2 separate regions of the Sus scrofa genome follow, and region 2 is linked to region 1. A link is a contact called in public HiChIP or PLAC-seq data. All regions are on one chromosome and are shown on one strand. The core of a region is the stretch at or near the end of the contact, and the rest is flanking DNA. Distances in the headings are between cores, read along the strand shown. Region 1 has its middle 4.1 kb from the start of EMP1. Region 2 overlaps GPRC5A (retinoic acid-induced protein 3).

Region 1 (4,906 bases), core at 1,909-4,408:
CCCTGCCACTCCAGGGGAGAGCTTGGAGCTTTCATGCTCGCTATTAATAATCTCCCCACACATTCAAATTCAGTTTGGCTTTTCTCAGGTACTTGCACACCGCCTCAGTTTTCTGCTCGACTTTAAAGCACAAAGTGAAAGGAGGTTTTTGAATGAGACCGACGCTGAGTTCGAATCCTATAAAGGTGTTTGAGATTTCCATCTCAGTTTCCTCGTATATAAAGTGGGCATTGCCATACTAACTGTACAGGGCAATGTGAAGGTCACTTTGGATCCCAGAGGTAGAGTTCCTAGCACAGTGCCTGGCATGTGGCAGCTACTAGTGGGCTTGCTTTGGTCGTGGATATCAGGATTACAATTATTGTTATACGAATCTGAGAAGCCGTAGCCAACCCAACCCCATCAGTCCCCATGTTAAGTCAGGCTGCCCCATGTTAAGTGCTGGTCATCAGAGCTGCTATCCAGTTCACAGGGCAGTGCATGTAAAATCACGTGGGTCTTCATAGAAATCGCCATTACATCTAATCCTTGGCCCTTGAGTGGGGGAACCACTCTTCTCAGCCCTGCCCTGACCATCCTCTCAACACCCCCAAGTTTGCACCCCATCCCTCGATGCTAACCTAACCCCTCATGGCGAAAGGAAAAGGCATGAATTCCTTCCCCAAATGCAGGGAATTAAAATATTACCTAACGAGTCTTATGTTTAATGTTCCTTGGGCTCTATAAATGACTTTTTTATTACTTTGCTTCTCATTTACAAGCATCTTCCTCCTAATAGGGTTTGAGGGGTCAAGGACAGAATATGATACACCAAGCGAGGCTTCTTAAATAAGGTCCAGGGAAAATGCAATGAGTTTCCTCCCCTCCATGCTGTGGGGCATCCAGCAGGGTTTTCTGTCACCTTGGATGACTCTGTAACCTCCAAAGGTGAGTCTGATCCCTTTGGGCCCTGCTCACACTCTCTCTGTCCTGATGTCTTGAACATTATTGCCTTCCAAAGACCCTGCACCTGCACCTCGGCCTGCCCACCCCCCACCCCCACCCCAGGGCGTGCCAGTTCCTTGCCACTGGTTCTCATTTTTGAATCTAAACCACAACCCCACTGGATCGCTTTGCCCCTCCAGGGCCCACGAGAAGGACGTGAGGAAATCAAGCTAGGAAGACTCTTTTTTCAGGGAATTCAGATTTCCATAATCATGTTACATCTTTTCAACAAAGAAAGGAGCAAAATGCCTTGGATTCACAAGTGTTCTAGGTGTACAGAACACACAATCCTCTCTGCTTTTGGCAGCTGTATCCAGCCAGAAGGAAGAGCTGTTCAGCAGGAGCTAAGACATCCCACAAAGAGTAATTTCTCCATCTTTTCATCACCCCACATTTGTCATGTTTTATTAGTACCATCCATTGTCGGCTTTGAGGGGCTTCCTTTTATTTCAGTGGCCCTCCCCGACACATTTGGAAATGGGATGAGCTATCTTCTTTTCTTGTTTGTTTTTCTGGCTGGATCACAAAGAGCTTCATAATAGATATTCTGTTCTTGAACTTTCTTGGGCACTTCCTACTGGTCCATATTCTCGGCAAGGAGCAGCCTTCGGCCACATTATGCAAGCCCCTCTCTCTCCCTCTTCTCTTTCTCTCATCCTGCTTCAGATCCTGTTATGTTTTTGTGCAAAAAATTTAACCAAGGCACTATCTCCTTTTTTTATTTCTTTTCTTTTTCTTTCTTTTTTTTTTTAATGGCTGCGCCTATAACATATGGAAGTTCCCGTGTCAGAGATTGAATCCGAGCCCCAGGTGCAGCAACACTGGATGCTTTAACCCACTGTGCTAGGCCAGGATCAAACACACACCTCCACAGTGACTGGGGCCGCTGCAGTCAGATTCTTAACCCATTGTGCCACAGTGGGAACTCCCAAGCTATCTTCTTAAGTGTCTGGCCTGGATCATCCCTAAATACCCAATCCCTATTCTAGATCCCTCTCCCTCCCCACCCCACCCCCGCCCCTAGCAGAGAAACCCTCATCCTGGGGGAGGTGGGGAGAGGGGAGGTAATCCTTGAGATCTTTAAGGACCACCAGGAGTGGTACATAACAGCTGAGTGAGGACCTATCAAGCAGTAGAGTAGTTTGGGTCTAAATAAAAGATATGCTCTTGAAATTTATTTACATGCAGGGCGGCTTTGGAGGAGCCTTACTCCTTCCCCTGATGTGTAGCATGCTTCATATATTAAAAAAAAAAACTGAAAACAGACCATTTCTGAGCACTTACATCTTCAGAAGTATTGGCTACTATACGGAATTCCCGTCGTGGCACAGCAGAAACAAACCCAACTAGGAACCATGAGGTTTCAGATTCAATCCTTGGCCTCAATCAGTGGGTTAAAGATCCAGTGTTGCTGTGACCTGTGGTGTAGGTCGCAGACATGGCTCGGATGCCACATTGATGTGGCTGTGGTGTAAGCCAGCAGCTGTAGCTCTGATTAGACCCCCTAGCCCGGGAACCTCCATATGCAGCAGGTGCAGCCCTAAAAAGACAAAAACAAACAAATGAAACAAACAAACAAAAAAAAGAAGTATTGGCTACTATACTTTCTTTCCACAATACTTGACTTCTCTCTCCCACCTCTCCCAAATGCTGTGGGTGGCACTCCCCAGTGAAAAGCATACCCCTAGCTGTGGCTGAGCAGCTCAAGCCAGAAAGCAGAGGCTAACAGTATGGCGGTTCTGAAGAGCTGGGTGCTACACAACACCTACCCCTCAGAGGCATCTGTGCTCAGGGCAGTCCCAAAGTTTGTCAGGGGGCTGTTGGGACTTCCATCACATTATTTGTGGCGTTTGGCATAGGACCCAGGCCACCAAAACTAGTGAATTCACAGCATTCCCAAAGGATAAGATGCACACCGACTGCTCTGCGTGGGGTGCCAGGAACACCTCCTCCACCCGCCACTGGAAGCAGAGCAGAATCCCCTCCTTTCTCCTCACCCACCCAACAGGCTTGGGACCGGGTGGTCAGGGATCCATGGGGCTGGGTGGGAAGCTGAGAAAAATAGAGGCAGCAAGAATGGGGACTCCAGAGAGAAGTGATTGTTAAGAGGAAGGGAGGTTAGTAACAGAGCCACAGACAGGCTCTCCGTTATCCCTTTCCTGTTCTCCCTTCTGGCCAAACGGACAGGCCCGCCAGTTCCCTTTCCACCACCGCCATCTTCGTTTCTGGACACACTTCCCCTTTTCCTCCTGCGTTGCCCAGACCAGCACAGGGTAACGGTCCCTTTACCCTCCTGTCCCTGATGCAAGCTTCACAACGCCTACCACTCTTAATCTGGACGAAGATCTTTGCTGACAGGAGATGTATTACAGTTGGTAAAATGACCCTGAAGACTATGGTTGCTGGTCACTGTCACTGTAAATACTGACTAATGTAGGGAACGGAGATAACTTCCCTCTCTCGTTGGCTCCATCCACCTACATTTTTATTGGTGTCTTGCCTCTTGCAAAAATTAAAAGAATCCAAGGACCACAGCCCTGAGACAGCCTTCTATTGTCTCTCTGTCTTTTTCAGGTAGCCTAGTACTTCTATAGGGGGCCCTGACCAGGAGAGATTCATCAGGCATCTCTGGACACCTTTTCTTTTCTGAGGGGTAACTAGTAAGTACTGCAGAGACATTGAGAATCATTGACTTCTAGCGGGACAGCTGAGATGTTGGAAATCTGGCTCCATGATTGCTAAGCTAGGGGTCAGATAACTCCTTCCTGCTCTGGAGTCGTGTGTTTACTGAAAAGCCACCAGAGTCTGGGGGAAGCAGTGCTCTGGGGGGGGGGGGTCTAAGGAACCATAACTGGGATTAATACAACGGAACAGACCACCAAAAACTTCTTGAGCAAAGGAAGTGGCGGAAATCCTGAGCTTGAGTCACCGAAGAACTAGCTGGAGCCTGCGGGTGTCACTTAATCAGAAATGGGGAGCTGGGAGCTTTATGAGCAATGGGGGAGTCCCGTGGAACTCAAAGGTCCATGACTCACTTGGAGTGGGTGAGATCCTCCCAGACAAAGGCAAAGTGGAGGCATCCCCGACCAGAGGATGCAAGATAGCTTTCTGAGAAGCCTGTGGATCTGGCTGGCCAACCAAGAGACAGTTTAGTCATTTCCCTGGCAGCCAAAGACAGCCCAAGCTTTTCTGGGGAGACAGGAGCAATATTGACCAGCTGCCAACCTCCCCATCACTCTTTTCTCTTATCCCAGTTTTATGGCCAAAAGCATCACAGTCAGGTCTTGCAACCTGCCTCCAGTATTTATCTCCCAAGCATCCTCACGTTTCACTCCCATCGTCACTGACCAGCTCAGGACCATCAGCCTCTCCCGTGACCCTCTCTCTGAACTCCCCCTTCTTAAGTATATTCTCTGTGCCACTGGGTTATCTGACCTTGTCACTCCTCTGCTCAAAATCCTCCAAACACCCCACCATCCGTACCACCAATCAGGAAAGTAGATCCAAACACCTCACACTGGCATCTGGAATCCCTGGGATTAGGGTTTTTTTTGGTTTTTTGGTTTTTTAAAAGGTCTATTTTTGTATCCTTCCTCCAGTAACTACCTATCAAATTCTTTTCAAAGAAGTTCAAATCTTGCCTCTTCTAGGAAGCCTTCCCAGATACCTAGGTCAGAAGTAGTCATTTTCCCTGTTATTAAAACCACTAGTGGGAGTTCTCGTTGTGGCTCAGTTGTTAACGAATCCGACCAGGAACCATGAGGTTGCGGGTTCGATCCCTGGCCTCGCTCAATGGGTTAAGGATCTAGCATTGCCATGAGCTGTGGTGTAGGTCGCAGACGTGGCTCGGATCCTGCGTTGCTGTGGCTACGGCGTAGGCCAGTGGCTACAGTTCCGATTAGATCCCTAGCTTGGGAACCTC
Region 2 (4,806 bases), core at 48-2,547, 320 kb after region 1:
CCCACTGAGCCACCAGGGAACTCTGATGTGGACCTTTTCTTACCCTTGTGACTTCAATCAACTGAAGCTCGCATTGATTAACCACCACCTCCCAAGCCCCTCCATGAATATGCATGTACCCCTAGCTTAAAACTACCCCAGTTTTGCTGTTTGAGGAGACACTGCTTTGGGAAAGATCCCTGGTGTTCTCCTTACTTGCTGCAAATAATAAATCCTTCTTTCTCCTGATTTTTGGTTTGGTCGTGTCTTTTGACTCAACACCCTCCTCCAGTTTTTTAAGTAACAAAACGAGCAATGGACAGTGGGTATGGAAAGGACAGCCAACCCATTTCCCCCAATTTCACCTCCACCTTCCAACCTCAGTCATGCAAGGGAAATGGAGAAATAGGCCCTGAAGTACCTTTAAAACATGTTTTTTAAAATGTTTAAGTTTTTATCATAGGAAAATTCAGGCATACTCAAAAATAAAAAGAATAGTATAATAGAGGCTTGTGTCTTCATCACTTGGTTTCAAAAATTACCTCTCTTGGAGTTCCCATTGTGACTCAGCAGTAACGAACCCAACTAGTATCCATGAGGATGTAGGTTCGATCCCTGGCCTCGCTCAGTGGGTTAAGGATCCAGCATTGCCATGAGCTTCAGTGTAGGTCACAACGCAGCTCAGACCCTGCGTTGCTGTGGCTGTGGTATAGCTCGGCAGCTGCAGCTCTGATTTGACCCCTGGCCTGGAAACTTCCGTATGCTGTGGTTATGGCCCTTAAAAAAAAAAAAAAAAACCTCTCTAGGGAGTTCCCTGTTGACACAGTGGCTTAAGGATCCAGCATTGTCACTGCAGGGACTGGGGTCACTGTTGTGGCATGGGTTCGATCTCTGGCCCAGGAACTTCCACATGCTGTAGGCATGGCCAAAAAAATTTAAACAAAAAACAACTGGTCTATGGCCAATTTTGCTTCATTTACATCCCCGCCCCACTTGCTAGATCATTTTTAAGCAATCCCAGACATTGTATCATTCTATACATAAATACTTCGGTATGTTTCTCTAAAAAAGATAAAACTCTTCTTTTAACTTAGTCCCACTTTAAAAATTAATAATGATTTTTTAACCTCATGTATCCAGTGAGGGGTCATATTTCTCAATTCTCTCATAAATGCTTTTTTTAAAAACACTTCTTAGTAAATATTTTTTTATCTGAGTGACTCATTGTTTGAAATTATCCTTCCTAATTCACCTCTCAGCCCTCCTCCACCCCTTCCCCAGCATGACAGGGATTGCACAACAGGTCTGAAATGTCCCAAGCACTTCCAACTTTGTCAGAGGGAAATAAAACGCACCAAACTCATTACCAAGCAAGTCTGCAGTGAGAAGGCGCCAGGTCATGCAGGGAAGGGCCCAGGTGAGCCGCAGGGAAGGTGGCTAGGAAAGAAGGACAGGGTTCTGAGAAGCGGAGGTCTTCTAGAAAGCAGGGTTTGAGGTGGAAAAGTGAAGCAATCAGCATTCGGGAACAGAAACCGCCAGGAGCTAGAGCAACAGCCTGGGAGAAGAAACTAGGGCTGGAGCGGGAGAAAACTGTCACGTGGACTATCGTTCGTAACCAGAGTCAAGGGCAGAGAGACCCAGGGTCCACCAAGAAAGGACTTGCTCCTACAAAGACCACACAGGGGAGTTCCCATGGTGGCTTTGTCAGTGGTTAACGAATCCGACTAGGAACCATGAGGTTGTGGGTTCGATCCCTGGCCTCGCTCAGTGGGTTAAGGATCTGGCATTGCCGTGAGCTGTGGTGTAGGTCACAGACGCAGCTCAGATCCCAAGTTGCTGTGGCTGTGGTGTAGGCCGGTGGCTACAGCTCTGATTCAACCCCTAGCCTGGGAACCTCCATATGCCGTAGGAGCGGCCCAAGAAATGGCAAAAAGACGAAAAAAAAAAAAAAAAAAAAAAACAAAGACCACACAGGGACAGAAAGAAACCATTTACTCTTGGACTTGCTCTGGAAGGGGAGGGCAGGTCTCCTAACTCGTTCTCACCATGGATCAGGCGTGGTGGTACACAGTTCACTTGTCTCATCCTCGCAACCACCCTATGAAATAGCTCGTGTTGTTATTATTCCTGTTCTACAGTTACAGCAAGTGGCTGACTCCCCAGAGTCACCCAGCTAGTAAGAGGAAAGACCAGCATTCGAACCTGAATTCTAACTCCAGCATCACAGGTCTTAAGGTGACACAAGAGGTGTCATTTAACACAAGGGGTACATCCCTTGGTCTGGTAAGATCTTCAAAGCCGGGGAGGACCTGCCAGTTAGAAATGGGGTGACTGCACTAGTGTTCGGCTGTTGCTTTAGGCTGTGAGCATGGGTTAACTTCCTGAGACATGCAGCCTGCCCTTGGCAAGTTGCTCCAACTGTTCAGAGTTATGCAGACCCTCAAATTCCCACCCAGAAAAAAAAAAATGACTCTATCTACAGACTGGCTGTGTGTGCTCTTTGGCCGTAGACAGGGCAGGACAGAAGGGCCTGTGGGGGAGATGAGAAAGCGAGGTAGGAGGGCATCCCAGAGGTCTCCCCATTCGTAGACCCAAGGCAGTGGCGCTAAAAGCCAACTTAAGATCTACCACTGGATCAGGGGAGTTCCCGTCGTGGCGCAGTGGTTAACAAATCCGACTAGGAACCATGAGGTTGCAGGTTCGGTCCCTGCCCTTGCTCAGTGGGTTAATGATCCGGTGTTGCCGTGAGCTGTGGTGTAGGTTGCAGACGCGGCTTGGATCCCAAGTTGCTGTGGCTCTGGTGTAGGCCAGCGGCTACAGCTCCAATTAGACCCCTAGCCTGGGAACCTTCATATGCCGCGGGAGCGGCCCAAGAAAAATGGCAAAAAGACAAAAAGACAAAAAAAAAAAAAAAAAAGTCTACCACTGGATCAGGAAGTGGCCTAGGAAACCCCTAGTCCATCATCCAGGTCCTATCAATCCTGCATCTTCAGTATCTCCTGGGTACGACCACCTCTCCCAGCCCTAAGTCAGCCCACCATCGTCTCTGCCTGGACCACTCTGAAGGCCGAGCTCTCTGTCTCCAGGCTTGCCCTCTCAGAGCCTCTCTATCCATATCCAGGGGAAGAGTCATAACCTCTGCACCTCCAGTCCCTGCTGCCTCACCAGCCTCACCAGCTTCTCCAGCCTCAAACCACACCACACTCTTCTCCTTGTCCCAATATACCTGCTTCTTATTATCCACCATCTCTCTTCAAACATTGTCAGGGGACATTCTCCCTGATGGGCCCTATTATCCATCCTCTTAAAGGTCCCCTCTCCAGGGATGCTTTCCTGGAGGCCCTAGTCTGGTGAGATGCACCTCACAAATTCCCTGAGCCTCTGTATTTCCTGCAGTGGTGTTTATTACAAAACCCTGTAGTGTCTGTTGGTGAATCTGTATCTCCTTCTAGATTCAAAGGCTCTGTGAAGGCGGGGAATGAGCTAGTAAAAGTCTCCCTGGGAGTTCCTGTTGTGGCACAGTGGAAAGGAACCTGATTAGTATCCATGAGGATGCAGGTTCGATCCCTGGCCTCGCTCAGTGGGCTGGGGTCCGGCGTTGCCTTGAGCTGTGGTGAAGGTTGCAGACACAGCTGGGATCCTGCGTTGCTGTGGCTGTAGTGTAGGCTAGCAACTGTAGCTCCGATTGGACCCCTAGCCTGGGCACCTCCATATGCCATGGGTGCAGCCCTAAAAAGTAAAAAAAAAAAAAAAAAAAAAAAATTAAAATTAAAAAGTCTCTCCCAAGTCTTAGTCTAAGACACCTAACCAGGATGCCCGACGGAACACGTGGGTAGACGTGGAGTCCAGTGGGGGAGCAGGGGCTGTTCCTGCGACGGCAGTGGGGCGGCTGGTACCTGGTTTTCTCACAAGCCCTCAATCTGCATCCTCAGTTCTAACCCCCTTGCTCCCAGCCTCTTCAGGGGTCTGAGATAGGACCTCTGGCCACAGCTGGGCTCCTGTCTGAGTGACTCCAGGATCTCCTGGTAGCTTGGATCCTGAGGTGTTCCCAGGAGGCAGAGAGGGATTTGCTGAAATCCAGTCATTGGCTCCCACCCAGTCCCCTGGTGACTAAGCCCTGTGCTCTGGAGGGTGATGGTGAGGTTCTACTGTGTCGCTCCTGCCGGGGGCATAAGGAAGGACTCTGAGTCATAAGGGTGAGATCCCTTTACTTCTTGCAACTGCTGACCAACTGCCCCCATCCAGTAATTCACTGACACCCACAACCGAGACCATGAAATCCCTTGGCGCTGCCTTAAGCCCTTTTCAAATGAGTCAGGACATGACCGAAAGGTTAAAAAAACAAAAGCCAAAAGAGGGAGGAAAGGAAGGGAGCGGGAAAGGAAAAAGAAGAACCAGAAAGGGGACTGGCGGGGGGCGGAGGTGGGGAGGAGGAGAGGGAGGAAGGCAGGGAGGGAGGGAGGGGGTCACTGAGCTCAACTCCGGGCCTCTGACTCCACCCTTTTAGGAAAGAGGGGTTCCGGCTGCCTCTGTGCATGGACACCAGCTCCTGGAACCTCATCCTCTCTGTAAACAGGGGGTCTGGTGTTGACCCAGATGCTCTGAAACGGTGCTCCATTGTCCATCCCTCTGGGAAGCTCCATGAAGACAGTTTCCAAATCTTATTCTCCCTCCTCCTCATCCTCCTTCTTGCCCCATCTCCTTTAATTTTCTTATTTTTTTTTTTTTAATTGTGCTTTGGAGTTCCCATCGTGGCTCAGTGGTTAACAAATCCGACTAGGAACCATGAGGTTGAGGGTTCGATCCCTGGCCTCGCTCAGTGGGTTA

The links. HiChIP or PLAC-seq counts read pairs in DNA pulled down with a chosen protein or histone mark.
Region 2: a contact with region 1 is called in an H3K27ac HiChIP or PLAC-seq map of alveolar macrophages. The contact joins two enhancer-like sites. A contact is called at or near these places in 3 of 47 Hi-C or Micro-C datasets (embryonic fibroblasts, fetal skeletal muscle and mesenteric adipose tissue) and 1 of 2 datasets of contacts at active chromatin or transcription factors (alveolar macrophages).

Annotation. Positions count from the first base shown.
Region 1 is chr5:59,253,488-59,258,393 of Sscrofa11.1, forward strand. It overlaps a transcript of EMP1 not described here. Among named protein-coding and RNA genes, the nearest start is that of EMP1, 4.1 kb to the left of the region's middle. Within about 2 kb of position 3,159, at least 8 of the 83 cell types and tissues checked have an H3K27ac peak or open chromatin away from gene starts, as enhancers often do. A contact at or near this core is called in alveolar macrophages, where this site is marked.
Region 2 is chr5:59,573,199-59,578,004 of Sscrofa11.1, forward strand. All of the region lies in intron 1 of GPRC5A (retinoic acid-induced protein 3), which reads right to left. Among named protein-coding and RNA genes, the nearest start is that of GPRC5A, 11 kb to the right of the region's middle. Within about 2 kb of position 1,298, at least 8 of the 83 cell types and tissues checked have an H3K27ac peak or open chromatin away from gene starts, as enhancers often do. A contact at or near this core is called in alveolar macrophages, where this site is marked.